Regions from separate parts of the Hordeum vulgare genome. Here region 1 is linked to region 2. The links are chromatin contacts, called in public Hi-C maps. All regions are on one chromosome and are shown on one strand. Each heading gives the region's core, a stretch centred on a gene start, on an enhancer-like site or on the middle of the called end of the contact. The rest is flanking DNA. Distances are from core to core; before and after follow the strand shown.

The links. Hi-C and Micro-C count contacts between places; a contact is called where the count stands out from the background.
Region 1: a Hi-C map of leaf shows a contact between it and region 2, with 7 times the contacts expected there. The contact joins the enhancer-like site here to the promoter of LOC123448461 in region 2. A contact is called at or near these places in 2 of 6 Hi-C or Micro-C datasets (leaf and seedling).

The regions. Positions count from the first base shown.
Region 1 is chr4H:246,471,443-246,477,014 of MorexV3_pseudomolecules_assembly, reverse strand. LOC123448462 (a long non-coding RNA gene) reads left to right here. Exons shown (of 4, transcript XR_006631779.1): 1 at 1-140; 2 at 781-1,606; 3 at 2,042-2,230; 4 at 3,187-3,637. Among protein-coding and RNA genes, the nearest start is that of LOC123448462, 3.2 kb to the left of the region's middle. Within about 2 kb of position 3,249, at least 1 of the 3 cell types and tissues checked has open chromatin away from gene starts, as enhancers often do. A contact at or near this core is called in leaf, where this site is marked.
Region 2 is chr4H:245,950,637-245,955,980 of MorexV3_pseudomolecules_assembly, reverse strand. LOC123448461 (ubiquitin carboxyl-terminal hydrolase 5) reads left to right here and starts at 2,660. Exons shown (of 13, transcript XM_045125363.1): 1 at 2,660-2,913; 2 at 3,686-3,928; 3 at 4,708-4,852. The coding sequence starts at 2,783.

The DNA of each region.
Region 1 (5,572 bases), core at 2,000-4,499, 520 kb before region 2:
TTGCTCGAGGCACACATCTCCTATGGCTTCTTTCGTCCTGCAGCTTGCATCCGCTTCGGTCCTTCCGTGCCAATCCGGCTGCTCTTCTCCTTTCGTCTTGCAGCTCCATTACTCCGGTCCGACAACTCATTCTGACCAAGGTATAATCTTTTCTATGCTTCACATCTATACAGATCGATACATAGTTTGCTATTACGTAGCCCACTTGGTAAGAGTCAAAGGTTCTCATGGCCATAGCAAAGCAATGAAGCACACGAAGCTTTTCTCTGCTTCTAGTATATATAGATCGATGCATAGCTTTTAGTACATAGCTCACTTGCTAGTACATGCCAATACGTACACCACAAGTTCTCATTGCTAGACCAAGAACTGAACCACACTACACGCGAATGTACTGAGTACAGTCTGCATTTTATTTGTGTTGTTAAATTTTATTTACAAATTCAGTTTATAGTGATACACTTGCATAGTACAGTCTCTGCATTTTTTATACTGTTCAATGTTGTTTATCAATACACCTTGAACTGATAAACTTGACATCAATCTGTTTGTACTACTAAATTTTGTTCTATAGATTCAGTTTTTACTGATAAAACTGCAATCAACACAGTATAGTCTCTTCCTTTTGTTATAGTAATAATTGTTCTTTAGTTATAATTCCTTTTGCATTATACAATTGTATTAACAAGTTCAGTTTACTAGTTATTCCTAAATTAAACTAGTTAACTATATGCACTTGTAATTCAGTCAAATAGCTTATGTATGTTCCTTTTGCTGCAGCAGTAGGCTGCTAACAAAATGTCTTCAGCAAGATCAGGAGTTTCCACCGCAGCCGTGACCGGAAGAACAAGAAAACATCCAGCTTGGGAGCATGCCCTACCCATTACTGTTTTTTCAGTTCCTATGATGGATTGATGGTAATCAGCTCATGGTTTGATGGATATGGAATATTGTGATATTGTTGGCTTGTGGTTGTAGTGTACTTTTGAGTCTCGAATTATTTCTTTAATGATGAATGCCCAGAAAACTAACATGTTGGTGGTTGTTATTTGATACGAATATTTGTTGCAAGGTTACATGGTTGAATATTGTCCAGATGGACTAGTTTTTAGTCTATAAAGGACGGTTGTTCAAATCAAGTTTCATACTCTTGTCAACAACTTAGAAATGTACATGATAATCTCTAATTCGTAAGTATTATTACAAATACGCTATATGGACATAGCGTCCACAATATCACCCGTTATCCGTATTCCACTACACTGACCTCGATTCGCTATCACCCCGCTATCCGCTATTTAAAACCTTGCTTGACGGAAGTTAAATTTGTACAACTTTCTTTCCCTTGTTTCATACTATTATTGTATATGCTCCTGTGAATCTTTTTTTTGAAGGATGACCAGCTTTCAAAGATGTGCGTGGACCAAATTCACGGCGATCACACAAGTCCTACTGCTTGCTGATCGGACGATGGTCCAGTAAGACTTCAATCGAAGATCACATTCAAGTTATGGATCCACTTGCTCATCGCTCAAGTCTAAGATAAGGATACACGAGGAGATAACGTCTGGACCCTTGTAGGAGACCATCCTCAAGCAGCGCCAATGTAAGTTGACCGCTTTGAACCCAATCCATGCTTGCTCCTCTTATATTAACTAGATTGTATTAATTAATACTAGCTATTGAACTTCTTGGATTATCTTACCAATTTTGACGATGGGTGTCCAGCTATTATATTAGTAATTAGTAATTTCATTTTGGTAGTACCGTTGAATTTGATTGCTTTATTTATGTGAGGAATTGGATAACGTACTCTCTTTTTTGTTTGCAAAATGAAGGACAATGCATCCAGGTAGTGGGAATAGTTAGTCCTTGTTGTCAATGGTAGTAGCATTATTCACTCTTGAGTGTGAGGGAATTTTATGATCTACTTTTGCCTATCATCTACTTCTGATGTTTTCCCTGAAAGTGACATATGATCTGCCTTTGTTTTCCTTTAGCTGGTAGTGTGATAACTGTTGACTTTTCTTATTATTTGCAGCCGTCGGCCGGGACGATGACACCATTATAAATCAGCTCCCAATTCTATCTCCCTATTTTTGCCTCCATGATGCCACGATACTGTATTTTCTTATAGCTGTCGTTGGCAGCAGTTAATCAAAGAATTAGGTAATCTTCTAATCAGATCTGCACTTGACAAGCATCGCATGGTCAGCCGTTTTACACACAGGTACGTGCAGGTAGTCAAAACTGAGTTGTGCATTATACGCACAGTTGAGTAGTATATGGTAATGTGAGTTTGTGGTTAGCTAGCTAGTTAAGTGGCAATTAGGATAAGAAGGAACCGTAATGTTGGCATGCCTATGAGTGGTGGCGAATTCATGTTGTGAGAATATGTCAATTCTATTGAGATTGTCTTTCTGGGATGTGTGTTTATCTCTGTAATCTGTATGAAACTTTGGGTTTGAATTAATTTGCTAAAATAGTAGATGCTCACCCTGATTTCTAACAATGCCGAGAGAATTTGTTAGGTGGCATTGCTTTTTAGTAGTTCAAATGGTGATTTCTGCTATGATTTTCTGTTATTGTAATGGTATGTGGAACTCAAAGTTCACTCTTTTGATATATTTTGCTTAAATGTGTGTAAATGTATGGCTCTTTCATGACTTGAACCTTGCAATGGTAGGGTTTCCACAACACGATGTATGACCTAAACAATGGCTGAAAATATTTTTTGGAGTATTTGTTTCGAAAGATATTTCTGATATTTTAGTGCATGTGATATATTTTAGATAGTACTGCCTCAATATTTTGTGCTCGATTTTTATTGCAGTTACCAAAATATTTAAAATTACAGTTAACATGTACAATATACAATATTTACAGTGTTTATTAAATATATATTTATGAAGATGTGCGTTGCACATGCACGCATACAAGTCTTAGGTAAATTAAGAAACTGAGATTTATTTTAATTTGGAGCGCCTCTTGTTGTACCACGGTTCCTTCTCTTAGAGATGTATACTTGTACTACATGTTTTGGACTGGCAGGGGAAAATGTTCTCCTTTCAGTCTTTGTTGAAGTCAACCCATCCATGCAATCTCTTTATTTATGTAGATAAATATATATGCCTTGTAGTTTTATCATGTGCAAGCCATTCAACTAACTTGCTCTTATCCATGCAGATAGAGACATGGAGTAGGAGGACGAGCAGCAACCGCAAATAAGCCTGATGATGGTGGGGTGCGGGAGGAAATGGTAATGATGCTTATGGCATGACCATAACCTGGACCTATTGGCATTTAGAGGTTGCAAACAGAGACGGCGTTCAGACAACAATCTGGACCACTAGCCTTCCTTGCCTTTTTTCTTTTGGTTGTGGTTGTTGCATCACCGGCGGCATCGCGAATCAGTATGTAGTGCGCTTGTGCAGTTGAGGTATGTACTACAGTGTCCATGTAGTAGGTGAGGTGTTGTTGTTGCTAGATTCAATGATGCTCACCTCAGTTTTGCGTTACCTGGGGGACAACCGTTGTGATCTTATTTGTCGACACTTGTTATATTGTGATCTTATTGGTCGTTGTTATGGTGTGTGCTATATGTATATATATATATATATGGATGTGTTGTGGACTATATTGTTATATTATCTATTTATGTTGTTATAATGTCTATTCTGTTGTTATATCTATTTCTGCTATTATATTGTTTATTTATACTTTTATATTGTCTGTTTAGCAGCCTCTTTGCCGTAATGTTCATGACAGCAAAAGAACATGATTAATTTGCCGTCTCGTACAGGTTCGGCAGACGTAAAAGATATCATGAGGTTTGTCGTCTTGTACACGTTGGGCAGACGGCAAATTTTTGAGGTGGTTTGCTGTCTGTGATATCATCAAGCAGACGGCAAAAATGACTAACGTCGTCCGTTAGCTAGGCCGTTCCGTCTTCTTACCAAATATTTGCTGTCTACCAGCCCAGAAGACGGTAACATAATTTCACTAACGGCAATTTTTTTGCCGTCTGCTCTTCCGGCCGCTGACGGCAAAGACACCCTTTGCAGGTACAGGGGTTGACGACATTGTTTGCCGTCATGGGCTGACGGTAAATTTTTTGCCGTCTATATTTCCCTCTTTGCCGTATGTAGCGTCTTGATGGCAAAATGCCCGATTCCTGTAGTGTCTAGCCCGTTGATCAAAGTTGGTCAAGGTTTCCTGGCCATAGACAAGTGTTGTCACTTGATTATGGGATCACATCATTAGGAGAATGATGTGATGGACCAGACCCAAACTATGAATGTAGCATATGATCATGTCAGTTTATTGCTACTCTTTTCTGCATGTCAATGTATTTGTACCTATGACCATGAGATCATGCAAGTCCCGGACACCGGAGGAATACCTTGTGTGTATCAAACATCGCAATGTAACTGTGTGATTACAAAGGTGCTCAATAGGTATCCCCGAAGGTGTCTGTTGGGTTGGCATGAATCGAGACTGGGATTTGTCACTCCCTGTGACGGGGAGGTATCTCGGGGCCCCCTCGGTAATGCAACATCACAATAAGCCTTGCAAGCAATGTGACTAAAGAGTTGGTCACAGGATATTCTTGTATTACGGAACGAGTAAAGAGACTTGCCGGTAAGGAGATTCAACTAGGTATAGAGATACCGACGTTCGAATCTCGGGAAAGTAACATACCGAAGGATAAAGGGAAAAACATACCGAAGGATAACTGAATCCTTGACATAGATGTTCAACCGATATAGATCTTCATAGAATATTGCTACTTCTTGATCTTGCGTTGGTTTTTTCCCTTGAATAGGAAAGGGTGATGCAGCAAAGTAGAGATAAGTATTTCCCTCAGTTTGAGAACCAAGGTATCAATCCAGTAGGAGTATCAAGATGAGGCAACAAGGCACCTGCGCAAAGACAAACAAACTTGCACCCAACGCGATAAAGAGGTTTTCAATCCCTTTACGATTACTTGCAAGGTGAGATCTGATAGTGATAATAGGTAAATACAAATAAATAAATAAAAGTGCAGCAAGGTATTTTTGGTATTTTTGTATGTAGATCTGAATATATAATGTGTAAAATAGACCCGGGGGCCATAGTGTTCACTAGAGGCTTCTCTCATGATAGCAAGTATTACGGTGGGTGAACGAATTACTGTCGAGCAATTTATAAAATTGCGCAAGGTCATGCTGATATCTAAGGCAATGATCATACATACAGGCATCACGTCCGAGACAAGTAGACCGATACTTTCTGCATCTACTACTATTACTCCACACATCAACCGCTATCCAGCATGCATCTAGTGTATTAAGTTCATAACAAACAGAGTAACACCTTAAGCAAGATGACATGATGTAGAGGGGTAAATTCATGCAATATGATATAAACCCCATCTTTTTACCCTTGATGGCAACAACACGATGCGTGCCTCACTACGCCTTCTGTCACTAGGTGAGGACACCACACGGTATGAACCCAAAACCAAGCACTTCTCCCATTGCAAGAATTATAGATCAAGTTGGCCAAACGAAACCCATAACTCAAAGAGAAT
Region 2 (5,344 bases), core at 1,411-3,910:
CGGGAACACGATGGGGTTATGTTTGACGTAAGTAGGTGTTCGGGATCACTTAGTGATCACCTAGTCTTCGACCGTTCGCGTACACCACCATATCAATAACTCTGATCTTCGTAAGTTAGCCACCATATAAGCTTAGGATGCTGCAACCTATGCACTAAACCTTCCTCACCCAATAACTTGACTAGATTCGTACCAAGGTCATCCGATTGCTGAGTCCCCGTGGCTCACAGTTTACTACAACACCCCAACAGGTATAGGTACGTCTGACGCAGGAGATCCAGATGGCACGCAGCTGGCGTGGCACTAGGATGAGGAGAACGACCGTCTGTACGTGAACTATCCAGAGGATTGAGGCCGTGGTCGTGATCGTGGGCCAACATGCGGGATATCATAGTCTTTTCCTTATTTCATGTAGCCCGTAGCGGGACTATCTTGTCTGAATAATTGTGTGGATGTAACCCTGATATTATACTATGTGAGATGGCAAATGTATGCCCTATTTGTAAATCTTTGTTGATGTATTTGCTATGATTATCTCGCTTGCGAAATGCTTAGATGCGCCTCTTTCCCTTTTGGGGCATCGCCCCAAAATAGGAAAGGGACGCATCTTAGTCGTTACACGGGGCGTCGTGTCGGGGTGTCGGGATGTCACCTTCTTCTTCTTCTTCTTCTTCTTCTTCTTCTTCTTCCTTCTTTCCCTTTTTCCTCTTCCTCTTCTTCTTCTTCTTCCTTCTTTTCCTTTTTCCTCTTCTTTCTTCTTCTCCTCTCTCCTCTTTTTCTTCTTCTTCTTTTTTCTCCTCCTCTTCTTCTTATTCTTCTTCTTCTCCTTCTTATTCTTCTAATTATTTTCTTCTTTTCCTTTTTTCTTTTTCATTTTTCTCCTTCTTCTTTTCTTCTTCTTTTTTCTTCTAACATAACTAACTAACCTAATTGACCTAATAAAGTAACTTAATAAACTAATAATACTAACTTAATTAGCCTAATAAACTGATAAAACTAACCTAATTATAAACTAACTAAATTAACCGAAATGAAAAACAAGAAAAATGGAAAAAGGGGGCGGTCGGCGGTGGTACTCACCGGCGGGGGGCGGCATGGGCGGCGGTGGACGGGGGCGGCTGTGGCGGCCGGGGCACCGCGATGGCGGTGGTGGCTTGGCGACGGGTGGAAGGGGCGTCGGCGGTGTCGGGGGCTTCACGACGGCGGGGGGCAGGGTCGCCGGGGGCGTCCGACCGGGAAGGGGGGCAGGGGGGCAGTGGCAGCCGGGCAGTGGGGGCAGGGGCATAGGGGCGCGGGGGCGACGACGGTGGGTAGGGGCATAGGGTCGTCGGGGCGGCGAGGGGCAGAGGCGACGGGGGCAGCCAGGCGGCGGGGCAGCGGTGGGGCGGGGGCGACGCAATAGTGGGTGTGAGGGAAAGAGAGAATGAAATAGAGAGGGTGGGGTGACCGTTGACGACGTTAGGTATAGGGCTCCTTTTCCGTGTGCTGGCGGACAACAAAGAGCCCCAGGCAGACAACAAAGAGCCTGCATACGACCCGCCACCCCCCACAGGACATGTGGGGCCTAGTTGGGTCTTTGCCATCTGTCTTCGGGCTCTTTGCCGTCAGCTGGCTGACGATAAATCCTTGTGGGACCCAGGTGGGTTCTTTGTTGTGTGCCTTCGGGCTCTTTGCCGCCAGCTGGCTGACGGCAAAACCCTGGCAGATGGCAAAGAGTGTCTTTGTCGTGAGCGTGCTCTTTGTCGTCCGGTCTTGCACAGCTGATGGTAAAGAGCTGGCGGGCAGCAAATTGCTGAATTCCAGTAGTGATCGGCGTCTCCCCGAAGCTCGCGAGCGCAACCACCACCCCTCGGCGCCGACGACGAGCGAAAAACGAAACATGGGGTGGGATTAGGAGGGGAGGGAGAGCGGCGACTACGTCGACAGTTTGGACGAACGAGAAACGGCTCGAGAATGGGTTTGGGGGCGAGAGCGACACGCAGGGTGGGATTGGGAGGGGAGAGCGACGACTGCGTCGACAGTTTCGAAAACCAGGTAGTGCTTATGGTGTTAGAGTTGGCGATACGTCGCGAGGCAATCAAATGGCTCTCATGGTGAGTGCTAACAACGAGCGATTTTTTGTCCAAAAAGACCACCTACTCAATAAAATTGCTAAAAAACCACTTCTGATAAAAATTAACATAAAAGACCCCCGGATCGTGGCGGCAAGTGCGCCAGCCAACACGTGGCACTTGCCGCCATGACTGGAGGTGGCCGCACGACACTTTTCATGCGAGGAAAGGTTTGCTATGGGTGAATAGTAGTCTAAAAAAATACCAGAAAAATTCAGAAGAAACTAATTTTTTTTGCGACAAAGATGATCGAGTGTTCTAGGTGGGTGTAAAATTTCAGTTTTTTCTGTCCTTTTGCTATTTTCTGATTTTTTTTTCTTAAAAATCTATTTATTTTGGGTGAACAGACGTCGTCGCATCCGTGTGAACAGTGCCGTCGCCTCCAGACGCAGCGGCAGATGCCACGTGACGGTTGGCACCTCTTGCGCCACGATTCAGGAAATCTTTTATGTAAATTTTATTTAAAAAAGGTCTTTTCTAGCAATTTGATTGTGCAAATGGTCTTTTGGATAAAATCTCACAACGAGCATCCAAGCCCTTTTTAGCATTTGGGTAAAACAAAAGCGTCCCCGGAAGCCAAACCTTTCGTTTACCCCGTGGCGCCCTCGAAGCTAAAGGAAAAGCCGAACCCAACCCTAACCCTAGCCCAGAGCTCCTCGCCGGCGTCGGCGATGGAGACTATTGAGTCGGAGCCGGCACCGGAGCTTCCCGCGGAGGAGGAGATGGCGCTCATCCGAGATATCACCGCCGCGGCGGAGGCCCACGCCAAGGAGGGTGACATTTTCTTCCTCATCACAAACAGGTCCCCTGCCCGCCTCCTTCTCGTGCTTCTGTCTCGGGTTCAGCCGTCTGTCTCGCGCTTTGTTTTGAGGGACGCAGTGCGCAAGGCTGGATGCTGTTTCTTTTAGATTCTCTTGCTGCTATTGTTTGGGTGGACGGAAGGTCCTTACGGAGAACGATTTGAGGTATATTGGATGAGGACAGGAGCTGAATTTGGTGATTCTTGCCGGCGCTAGTTGCTTCTCCTAAGTTGCTGCTGGGTTTATCCGTCTAGGGTGCATAGCTGTGCAGATTCGAGGGAGGCGCTCCTTGCTATTAGTGCTACTACTGGCAGTTTTTTTTGTTTGGTTCTAGTGTCCATAGTGTGCAAAATTGCTAGTTTGAACATTTTATGACCTGGCAATCCGTTGTGAGTTAGTTCATTTTATTACCCTTTCAATCTTAGCTAGCATCCAATTTTTTGCCTAGCTATCTTCTGACCTGTTGTCATGTTATTCGGACATTTGTTCAGTATAGTCTAGGCTGCTTGTAAGATGCCTATATAACATATGAGATTATACCCTTGTTGAATGACAGGTAGCTTCTGACAACTTTCATTCTGACATACAATTGCTTTAGCTGGTCCTTTGATTTGCGTGTTATGTACTTAGCTGTACAATGTAGATAGGTGTCATCGAAACTATGTTTCTGTAGGCATGATCTGAAATACAGATTTACATAGCATTCAGATCTTATGTTTAACTGATCCCGACCTGCTGCGTCATTTTTGTATTCTTCATTTGGATCTTAAATAGGTGGTGGCAGAGTTGGATTGATTATGTTATTCAGGATTCGGCTGGTGTACCAAGTAATGGTTCTCATCATCATGAATTCGGTTCAAATACTCCTAGAAGGCCAGGAGCTATTGACAATACAAATTTGTTGGATGACATGGCATCTGAAGTCTCCGACATGCAGATTGAGCTACATGATACCTTGGCTGAAGGCCGTGATTATATATTGCTCCCTCAGCAAGTCTGGGAAAAGCTGCATAGTTGGTATGTCACGTTCGCTAGAATGTGGAATCTGATTCCGAAAATCTAATGCGACTGTGCATTTAACTACGTGATATTGTTTTTTTTATGGTTGCTACAAAGCAATGTGTCGCTGTCTGACAATATGGATCTATTGTCACTCTTGTGCCACCTTATTTGATTCTATGGACTAATTGTTCATTGGGCTGTTTACAGTGACAGTCCATCGGGTTCAAGTCCTGGAAACAACCTCTTACAGAAATGTAGGGAAAGGCTGCGTACAATAGACCCAAAGTGGTCGGACCCTTCCCCGGACCCTGCGCAAGCGGGAGCTACATGCACCGGGCTGCCCCCTACTGTAAACTAAATTCATTCACTTTATTTGTCATGCTAAGTGAAGCATCACATTTTTTGTTTCATTATGTTAGAAAGTTATGTTCAACTATTTGTTACATAACCAAATATATTTCTCTCTAAAATGATTGTATGAAGATATTGTTGAATGAATGGTTTTTGGTCACGATATCCCTGTCACGCAAATTCTTGAGAACTGAAGGCATTGTTATCTGTAGAACGATGGTTTTGGCAGCGACATATTTCATAGCCTGCGGTGGATAACTATCCGGATGTTGTTGGTTACTGGATAACAAATATGCTTAACATAATACACAAAAAGAAGTTGAAATCTTCTCTGGCAAGCGGAGCCTCCATTTTTCGTTTGCTTGTTTGACATAGTAAACTTTGAAATCTTGTTCACATCAACTTAGCTTAACTTTTTCATTATTATCAAAACCCATTAACAGGTATGGCGGAGGGCCAACACTACCAAGAAAGGCAATCAATACTGGTTTGTCTCAAACTGATCTAGCCATAGAAGTTTATCCTTTACGTCTGCAGTTACTTCTGATGCCGAAAGGAGAGCAAGCTGTAGTAAGGATAAGCAAGAAGGTATGCCCTTGTATCTTTGTCCAGTGCAAAGTATATCAATAATTTCATTTCCATTTATTCATAGTAATGAATTATGTAAATTCACATTTGACTCGATGAGTGAGAAGGGTAAGGAAGCTAGCCGAGCCTAGGAGGATTCACTTAGGTAGCTGGAACGTAGGGTCTCTGACAGGTAAGCTTCGGGAGGTAGTTGATACAACGGTAAGGAGAGGCGTTGATATCCTTTGCGTCCAAGAGACCAAATGGAGGGGACAAAAGGCGAAGAAGGTGGAGGGTACCGGCTTAAAGCTGTGATACACGAGGACGGTTGCAAACAGAAATGGAGTAGGCATCTTGATCAGCAAGAGCCTCAAGTATGGAGTGGTAGACGTCAAGAGACATGGGGACCAGATTATCCTGGTCAAGCTAGTAGTTGGGGACTTAGTTCTCAATGTTATCAGTGCGTATGCCCCGCAAGTAGGCCACAATGAGAACACCAAGACGGAGTTATGG